Linked DNA regions of Mus musculus: region 1 is linked to region 2. The links are chromatin contacts, called in public HiChIP or PLAC-seq maps. All regions are on one chromosome and are shown on one strand. Each heading gives the region's core, a stretch centred on a gene start, on an enhancer-like site or on the middle of the called end of the contact. The rest is flanking DNA. Distances are from core to core; before and after follow the strand shown.

Region 1 (4,734 bases), core at 1,208-3,707, 160 kb before region 2:
CGGGCATGGTGGCAAACATCTTTAATCCCAGAACTTGGGAGGCAGAGGCAGGCGGATTTCTGAGTTCGAGGCCAGCCTGGTCTACAGAGTGAGTTCCAGGACAACCAGGGCTACACAGAGAAACCCTGTCTCGAAAAATCAAAAAAATAGTGGAGGTGGCATCTTAAAGAGGATACTGATGAAGTAGTGGAAGAACCAGGAAGGATACTGGGTTAGTGAATTGTCCCAGAAACCATGTCACAAGAGAGGCAGTTCCAACACTTGTGAATCTAATACAATGGAGGAACCCTGACAACCGTCTGTCAACTCCCACAATGCTGTCAAATGGGAAAGGGAGTGAGTTTATTCTGTGTGGCTCTAACAGGTCAAACTATGGGCAGAGGTTAGGTGGGCAGGAGTCTGACGTCACTCCCACGGATAACGAATTCCTGCAGCCCAGCAGCAGACTGAGGAACCTTACAATGGAGAAGTGGAGCAGTTCTGGAAAGTGCACAGTTGGAGACAAAATGGCCACGTGGATGAAGAATGTGTCCTGTGTTCCTTTCAGCAAGAAGACTGGGTGCTTCTTCCCTCACTCGTAAAGGGGTCATGAAGAACGTATGACTGACAAGTGGCAAAGAAGCCAACACCATTCATTTTACTGGTGGTATAAGTAATCATTCTACTTCAGAGATCCAAGACTCATCACTTAATTCTTAGAACAGCTTTGAGAGCTAGGAATGGACATTATCCCACTCTTACAGGTAAGATTTCCAGTTCGAGGATGGCATGAAGGTTCAGCAGGTAGAGTCTCTTGCTGTGCAATCCTGACTAGCTGAGTTTGATCCCGGAAACCCACATAAAATACTGGGTCCAATGGTGTGCGTCTATAATCCTAGGGATGCTCTAGGGAGGCGGGAGACAGAGTCACCTGGAACCTCAGAAGCCAGCCAGCCTGGAGTACGTCACTCTGAGGGAACAAGAGAGATCCTGCCTCGACACGATGGGAGGAAGAATCAGATTTCTAGAACTTGTTCTTTGATCTCCACACATGCTGTGGCATGTGTACACACACACACACACACACACACACACACACACACACACACACACCAAATATTGAGCTCTAAAGTGCTAGTAAATTGGCCAAGCCCTGCCCTCAGCTCCTCCCTAGCAGCTTCCGTGAAGCAAGCCCTTCTCCCTCTCCGAGTTCCCAGGCTTTTCTTTTGTGAGCCAGCAAGCACTGCTTCTTGTTCTTCTTACTGGATGTATTCAGAATCCGTTCAGATAGGTTTTTAAGCCCTTGAGGGTAGGATTATCTGTTATTTTGCTTTTGTATCCTATCCTCTTGTGGCCCAACAATCAGTATAAAAGACAGATCTGGTCCTGCCAGCATTCTGGTTTGAATTCTTTGTAACTTCTCCATCCTTCCCACAGTGACTCTTAACCCAGTTGAATGGGAACTGGGAACAAGAGATTGGTGTCCATTTCCAAATCCTGGGAAGAAATGAAATATGGGTTGAAGCAGCAGAAGCAATGTATTATTCATCGAAAGGAAAGCTTGAAGTAGCTGCTTCCAAAATGCATTTCCTTTCTGGCAGGGGCCTGAGGCAATCCTAGAACTCACGGCCCGTGGGAGAAGACAGGATTTTGAAGTTTGGGAAGAGTGCACGAGATTTTCATTCTGATCAGTGGAGTCAAAGGTTTGGCTATTGTGTTTCTTTGCGAAACCCTCCCAGTTAGCTTTCTGTTGCAATGATAAAACACAAACCAAAACAATGTGGGGAGGAGAAGGGCTTGTCTCCTCTTAGAGATTTCAGCCTATTCTGAAGGGAAGCCAAGGCTTACGGCAGGAGCTGGAAACAGTAAATATGGAGAAACACTGCTTCCTGGTTGCTCCTAGATTTACATTCCGAGACTTTCTATACCCCAGGCCAAAATGCCTAAGGATGGCACCACCCGTGTTGGGCTAAATGCTCCTACATCAAATAGCAATCAAGAAAATTCCCCACAGAAAATTCCCCACAGTTATGCCTGCAGGGCAACATGGTAGAGGGAATTCTTCAGCTGAGGTTTCCCCTTCCCAGGTGTGTCAAACTGACAAGCAGGATTAACCATCACCAAAACGTTGACCTAAGGAATAAGATAATGCCACCTCTGTCACAAGCCAACTTTCAAATATTCATGGCTCTGTGCCTGTTGTGTTCTGCTCAAAAGCCCTACCGTGAACCAGCAGGGCTCTTCAAGATGTTTGATCTCCTATAGATCAAGTGCCCCTCATTTCCCCCCTATAGAACTGTCTTAGCTATTCTTGGCCCTTTGTTCTCATATGTTATTTTTACTATAAACATCTTTGAGGAAATCACATTCCACCTACTGGCTGCAATTAGACTTGAGTCATAGATTACAGAGAGTTGACAGTGACAATGAGTCCTTCATCTCTTATTTGCAGGGTCTGGGGATTGTCTACCCCATAGCAACCACTCCACTCTGCCCTTTTGTTACTGGCAGAAAACTCTTCTCTCTGAATAGATAATGTGCAGGTCTGAGGCACTCCTCAATGCCTCTTGATGACAGACTCAAACCGGGGCAGTGAGACACGAGGAGAGTTTCATAGGAAAGGCTTAAATTTGAGTGGCTGCATGACAATAGCATCCAGGTGATGAGGACTCTACATGAAGTCCACCCTGCCCAGAGCACAGACTTGGGGATAAAGCCATGTTGGAGTGACAGAGAATAACGTTGGAAACAGCCTGACAGTTTGATGGCATATCTGAGTTGCTAAAGTAACTGATCCCAGACCCAAATAAGTTAGATTAGACGTCCTACTATGTAAGCCAGTTGTTCCACTTACTTATGTTTTTGTATGTATGCATGTGCATGTATTTCAAGATTAGGGGACAGCAGTTAGCTCTCTCCTTTCACCATGTCAGTCCCAGAATTTGAATCTAGGTCATCAGTCTTGGTGGCTACCATGTTTACCTACTGGGCCATCAGACTGAGTACATTAGTGATTGATTGATTGATGATTGACTGATCTTACATCGATTGAGATGGAACTCAGAATCTCATGAATGCCAGGAAAATGCTCTATACCTAGACCTAAAAAATACTCTTTAAGACATTTCCTGTTGAATATGTTAGCATACATGTAAGAACATCCTAATTAACATGTCGGGTATTTTTCATTTCCTTCAATAACCTGTCCACCACTTACTTATAGAGACATTTTGTCCATTTTTGTAATCAAGACATTTTTACTCTATACTTTTCTGGAGACAGGTATAAGTATTGATTTCTTTGTTGGTCTAAGATTAAGTTTAGAGAACACTTGATGCTAATAATTTATGAGGTCCAGTATAAGATGTCATGTCACCTGTAAATAGGGCAGTTCTCCTCTCACTTTAAAATTCTCATACCTATTACTCATTCCCATGTCTTATTGTATTAGCTAAGACTTCAAGTACAGCATCCAAAGGACTAGCTCTACTTGCTTGGCTTAGGTAGAGGTGTTCATTCTAGACCATCCACAGTGAGAGTTCAACAGGGACACCACATGGGAGTTGGGCATTACAAGCAAGGTTGCAATGTATTTTTTACAAATATTCTTCATTAAACTAATGTGCTTTCTGTGTACTAGTGGGTCGAGGCATGGTTGCGAGTATGACAGGAGGCTAAAAAGCAATAGACGTGAGGCAGAAGCTTACTTTTCACCCTGAAGATGCTCAGTGGTAAGCAGTTCTGGGTGTAAAGATGGTGCCACAGTCAAGCCATTCCCCGTGCTTTCCTTCACATGTCAAGAAGAAGCATTCCCTGAAACCTGCTGTGGGGCTGTAAAAACTCAGGGGTGGGGGATGGGCCTAAGGCCTGTGATCCTGCCTCTGCCTCCTGAGCACAGGTGAGAGCCACCACACTCAGATTACCTTGCTTTTTCAATTGATGGCGAATGCAGAACTTTGTCTTTCATGCAATTAAGTTTTATATATATTAACTGTGATTCATTTCTGTTTTTGAAGGCATAGTTTTCTTTCATGTTTTGTTTCACTTGCTTTTAAAACTCCCCATTTTGTTTGTAGATATCTAAGTAAGTGTACAATGCTCAAAATGTGTGTGATATAAATTATCAAGAAAAGACAATCTTATGAATGTCTCAATATGAAAATTTTATGACCTTAATGTGTTCCATACAGGAGTCTACATAAATCTAATAAATAAAGTTATGATTACTTTCTTCAAAAATTATAGACTGTTGGGCTCATATTTTCTAATTGAGAAATGCCAAGAATATTTTTATAAATGTATTAATTTATTATATCATTAACAATTTATTGTTAGAGCTGGGCAGCGGTGGTGCATGCCTTTAACCCCAGCACTAGAGAAGCAGAGGCAGGTGGATCTCTGTGAGTTCAAGGCCAGCCTGGACTACAGAATGAGGTCCAGGACAATCAAGACTACCTAGTAAGATCCTGTCTTGAAAAGCCAGAAATAAAGAATTGCAATATCGTGACTGCTTCATTTGCTTAGAGGATCCTTTGTTTTATTACCTGATGTTTCTCTTTTTCCTTTTAGCTAAGTTAACATTTTTATTAAATATGAATGTTACTGCTCAACATTCTTTTGGGGATTGCAATTTGTTTTTCTCATCCTTGATCTTAAAGCTTTGGCTTCACGCTGTCCCAGAGGGCAGTTCTGGTCTGGTCTGATGCCTGGTTGGATTTTGCTCACCATGTTTGATGATCCCAGCCTTGATTGTTA
Region 2 (4,116 bases), core at 1,286-3,785:
CCTCATCTGAGGTCCCCTCTTCCGTGTGACTCTAGCTTGTATCACCAGCACAGTAACCTGATGAAAGCGTCCCCTCTTAGGGAGCTAACTCAGTGCTCTCACTGAGGGATGGGACTCAGTTCCCAGCACCTGCAACTCCAGTGCCAGAAGATCTGATGCCCTCTTCTGGGCTCTGTGGGCACTGCATGCATACAATACACAGACATACACGCAGGCAAACACTCCTACACATAAAATAAATAAACCTTAGAGAATGTCACTTCCTATCAGAGCTCTCAGAAGCCCAGTGACTACAGTAATATCATCATGGTGACTCTTAATGCCTGGGGCCCAGAGTTGTGTGCTACCACATGATGAAAACTGATAGCATTCTTATGACTTGGGTACAGTCACTGCAGCTCAGAGGAGTCTGGCAACACATCTAGAGTGAAGCTGGGCCTCTAGACTCTGATCAGGATGTTTTCTTAGTCTAACCAGCTGCCCTGGGGAGTCAGGGCATACCCCGGCACAGGGCATCAGGCAGGCTCTGGGCTTCCAGAGGAATACAGCAGAGAGGCTCATGGGATTCCTACCATCCATCACAAAGCCCATCAGCCCTGGGCAACTGCAAAGCAACCAGGAAGCATCTCAGGATCTAAGAGGAACAACCAATGGGGAGAGACGAAGGGGGTGGGGGGAGCGGCAATGAACACACCGATTTTGAAAACAGGTTAACAGAAAGAGGCATGCATGTTCGTGACAGGTGTTGCCTTACAGAAGTGAAAGAATGTTTTGAGAAACCAACCTGAGGGCTTGAACTGAGTTCTGAGAGCCAGGGGCTTTCTCAGACTAAAGAGAAGGGAGGGACCTTTCAGCTGAGACACTGAATTCAAAGTTCTGAGGACAGAGAGACCAGCACAGCAGCCTGCATCAAAGCCCCAAGTATGTGTGTGTGTGCGCGCGCGTGCGTGTGTGAGTGTAACCTAGTGGAACCAGCACAGCAGCCTGCATCAAAGCCCCAAGTGTGTGTGTGTGTGTGTAACCTAGTGGGACTGACATAGGCAAGTGGAGAAAGGGGCCCCACCCTAATGAGGCTGGAAGATGAAGCAGAGCCTTAGCCTGCAAGCAAGGGAACTACTATAAACTGTCAATAGAGCTGGAGGGGGGAGGTGCTCTGTGTCTTCTAGGCTCTCTCGAGAGCTGTGTGGAATGGAGGGCAAGACCTGCAAGATGAGCACATGATATGGACGCAGGTCAAGAAATCACCCTCTTTGCAGAAGGTTCTCTAGCCGCCCCCCCCCACCTTGCTGCTGACCAGATTAAGCCCCCTTAGTGGGAAAGAGATGGGGAGGAGAGAGAAGCAGGTTTGGAGTTGCCCCATCAGCTGTGTATGAGCTGTGCTCTTACTTGGCCTTTTCATCCATCAATTCTGCAGATACAGGGTGTGCCTGGGCTCCCTGTGTACCCTAATCGATGCCAGCCGTGCTGGGTGAGAGCCCGCAGTGCGCACCTCCACACTGTCCACAACTCCAGCAAACTAGGGAAGAAGCCAGCATCTGCACCAGGCCCTCCATTTGGCCCACTAGAACCTGTGCTCTGTCTCCTTGCTCTCAGAGTTAGTAACATTTGTCACCTTTATCTTGTCACCCTCACACTAGTGAGGAGAGTGTTCTTCTGATCTAGATATACAAAGAGGCAGGGTAATACTGGAGCCATCACCGCATAGACAGGGAGGAAAGGAGCTGGAGTCAGCTGTAACCATTCTGCTTCTCAGTCTCTTTCCACAGTGTCCTCCTCCAAGACTCTTTCCACCCCGTTCCTCCTCACCCACCCCTGTTTCTTAACTCCCCCAAGGCTCAAGACCTCAGGGTAGCAGACAGCTAGTCTTTACAGTAGCCGGAGCGCTCACACTGAGGGACGGGTGCAACCTGGATCAGCTTCCCCTCAGCAAGCAAGTCTACCAGGCATCCAGTGTTCCTGCATGTCCACAGGAGACAGTGTGGCTAGGTCATACAGGCTCATCCAGGGGCACAGAGGGTTTCTAGTGGCAAGTAAGCGTGTGGTAATGGCCTTTTCTACTTCCTGATGAGCACACAGTAAGAGATTCTTTTGAGTAGGAGGTCCTGTCCTTTCTGCCATTCTGCTAATTGGAGACTCAGTGTTCCCGGGTCTTGAGAGAACAGTCAGTGGCACGGAGCACATATGCTGTTATAGAGGATCCAGGTACTCAGGGGAGGGAAAGGGGAACTTCAGGAATTATCCTGGGAGCTTCAGGGTTATCAAGTGTCTTGGCTCACTAGCCCTCATGCTCACAGCTCAGTCTCTGCACAGCTCTTAATGCCTTAGGAGGACATATTTTCACTCATTTGGAATGACCACATTTTGAGTTGTGAAGAATAGCTACTGTTAGGACTGCCTGGCAGGAATTCTAACTTTATTGTGATTTAAAATGTGACTGGCTACTTTTAACACACAAAGAAAAGCTACACTCAAACACAGGCGCGTCTTTGCAGAGAGGCACCAGGGTGTGGTAAATTCTTGGACTTTGCAGCTTGCATTGAGAGCTGCATTCATCTCTCCTAGGTGTGGCCTCGGGCAAGCTGGCTCCCGACTCAGAGCTTCAGGTCCCTGAGTCTTTAAACAAGAAATGGTAGAACCAAGTAAACAGAATGGGGACTTTGCCCCAACCATGGGCCACAGTGTTGGTCCCTGCAACATGGCAACCACAGCCTGAAAACAAGGTGAGAACAACTGATGGCAGGTAGCCACTAGCCTGTCTAAGTCTTTCTTGGGACATTTAAATTTGATACTGTCTGTGAGGTGCCCCAGGAACTCAAACAGAGAGAGAACCAAGGATAAAACAGACAGGATCAGCAAGAGAAACTCTGGAAAGCAGCTCCACACAGCCATAGCTGCCATCTTGCAGCTAGGAGAATCCTCTAGCTGCGAGTGAAGGAGCACAAACATGGGGAGGCACTTCTGCAGGATGGGTAGGCTCAGAGCATTCCTAGGGTCCCTTCTACTGCTGTGCCCTCCAGGCTCTCAAAAGGCATGCTGGGAGTTCTGCCATCCTAGACCTTCCTAGCCAATTCTTTTGCGAATGAGGTCCTAGTGTCTAGCATCAATAGACAAGAACAGAAGAGTGCCTTTATCCATAGGGAGGGCTTTACCCAAATGGACTTAATAAAGCTGAATTCCCAGTTCTACCGATTGCACCCGCAGGAACTTGGAATAACTGTGTGGTCTCCAAGGGGTTGGCTCCTCAAAGGGAGCTGTAATGTCTCCTGTGCAAACTATGGGCTGGTGGGGTGGTGATGGAAGTTGGTGAAATGAGACAGACTAAGGCACCAGAACCCGTAACCTGAAGCAGAGGGGAGGGGTACCCTTCTAGAACACCATAAACCAATAGCATTTGCATCACAACGGTCCTGTTCCTCCTCTGTCTGTCTGTCTGTCTGTCTGTCTGTCTGTCTGTCTGTCACAGAGCACTTCTTCCCTCTCTCACTCTGAGAGGTGGAGAGAACAGAGTATGGAATGAGGCTGGAAAAGAGGGAAGTGAATGGATTCCAGTCATCATTGGGCCCGGGGGATGAGGCAAGCTGAATATGACTCAGTTCAAAAGAGAATCCCAGCTGGCATGATGGCTCACAATGACAGCTCTGGAACTCAGGAGGCTGAGGTAGAAGGCTCATGAGTCCAAGACTCTACAAAGGGAGACCCTGAAAAGGAAGGAAAGGAGGAAGGGAGGTAGGGTAGGAGAAAAGGAGGGGGAGAGATAGAGAGGAGGAGGAGGAATGAAGAAAGGAGAGGAGAGGGGAGAAGGAAAAGGAGGGGACAGGTCCATCAACCTCTCCTGACCCCGCCCCCGACCCCGCCCCCCAGCAGTGGTTTCTGTTCCTAGCATCTTTGTACTGAAGATGGGCCCGTGGACAAGGATGGCTCCAGCATCAATACATTCCTAGAAGGACAGTGTCGTGATCACCGTTCCTTTGCTATGAATCACATGGCCAAGCAAAGACCCTGATACTTCCAAGTCCATTCACAGGAAGGCAGTGCCCCAGCTCTCTGCCCCAGTTCTCTGCCCCAGCCTTTGGGAAGACTCCTGGTCTGAAAGTAGGGAAGAATTCTAGAGGTCTT

The links. HiChIP or PLAC-seq counts read pairs in DNA pulled down with a chosen protein or histone mark.
Region 1: a contact with region 2 is called in an H3K27ac HiChIP or PLAC-seq map of extraembryonic endoderm stem cells. The contact joins two enhancer-like sites. A contact is called at or near these places in 22 of 39 promoter capture datasets (the 3T3-L1 cell line, 3T3-L1-derived adipocytes, the C10 cell line and 14 more), 4 of 15 datasets of contacts at CTCF or cohesin (CD8 T cells, embryonic stem cells, large pre-B cells and 1 more), 62 of 484 Hi-C or Micro-C datasets (the 63-12 cell line, B cells, the C10 cell line and 34 more), 10 of 115 datasets of contacts at active chromatin or transcription factors (astrocytes, bone marrow-derived dendritic cells, double positive thymocytes and 6 more) and 3 of 9 other capture datasets (adipose tissue, liver and pancreatic islet).

The regions. Positions count from the first base shown.
Region 1 is chr6:127,427,949-127,432,682 of GRCm38.p6, reverse strand. No RefSeq gene overlaps it. Among named protein-coding and RNA genes, the nearest start is that of Gm34148, 18 kb to the left of the region's middle. Within about 2 kb of position 2,457, at least 10 of the 459 cell types and tissues checked have an H3K27ac peak or open chromatin away from gene starts, as enhancers often do. A contact at or near this core is called in extraembryonic endoderm stem cells, where this site is marked.
Region 2 is chr6:127,267,655-127,271,770 of GRCm38.p6, reverse strand. No RefSeq gene overlaps it. Among named protein-coding and RNA genes, the nearest start is that of Gm38404, 38 kb to the left of the region's middle. Within about 2 kb of position 2,535, at least 26 of the 459 cell types and tissues checked have an H3K27ac peak or open chromatin away from gene starts, as enhancers often do. A contact at or near this core is called in extraembryonic endoderm stem cells, where this site is marked.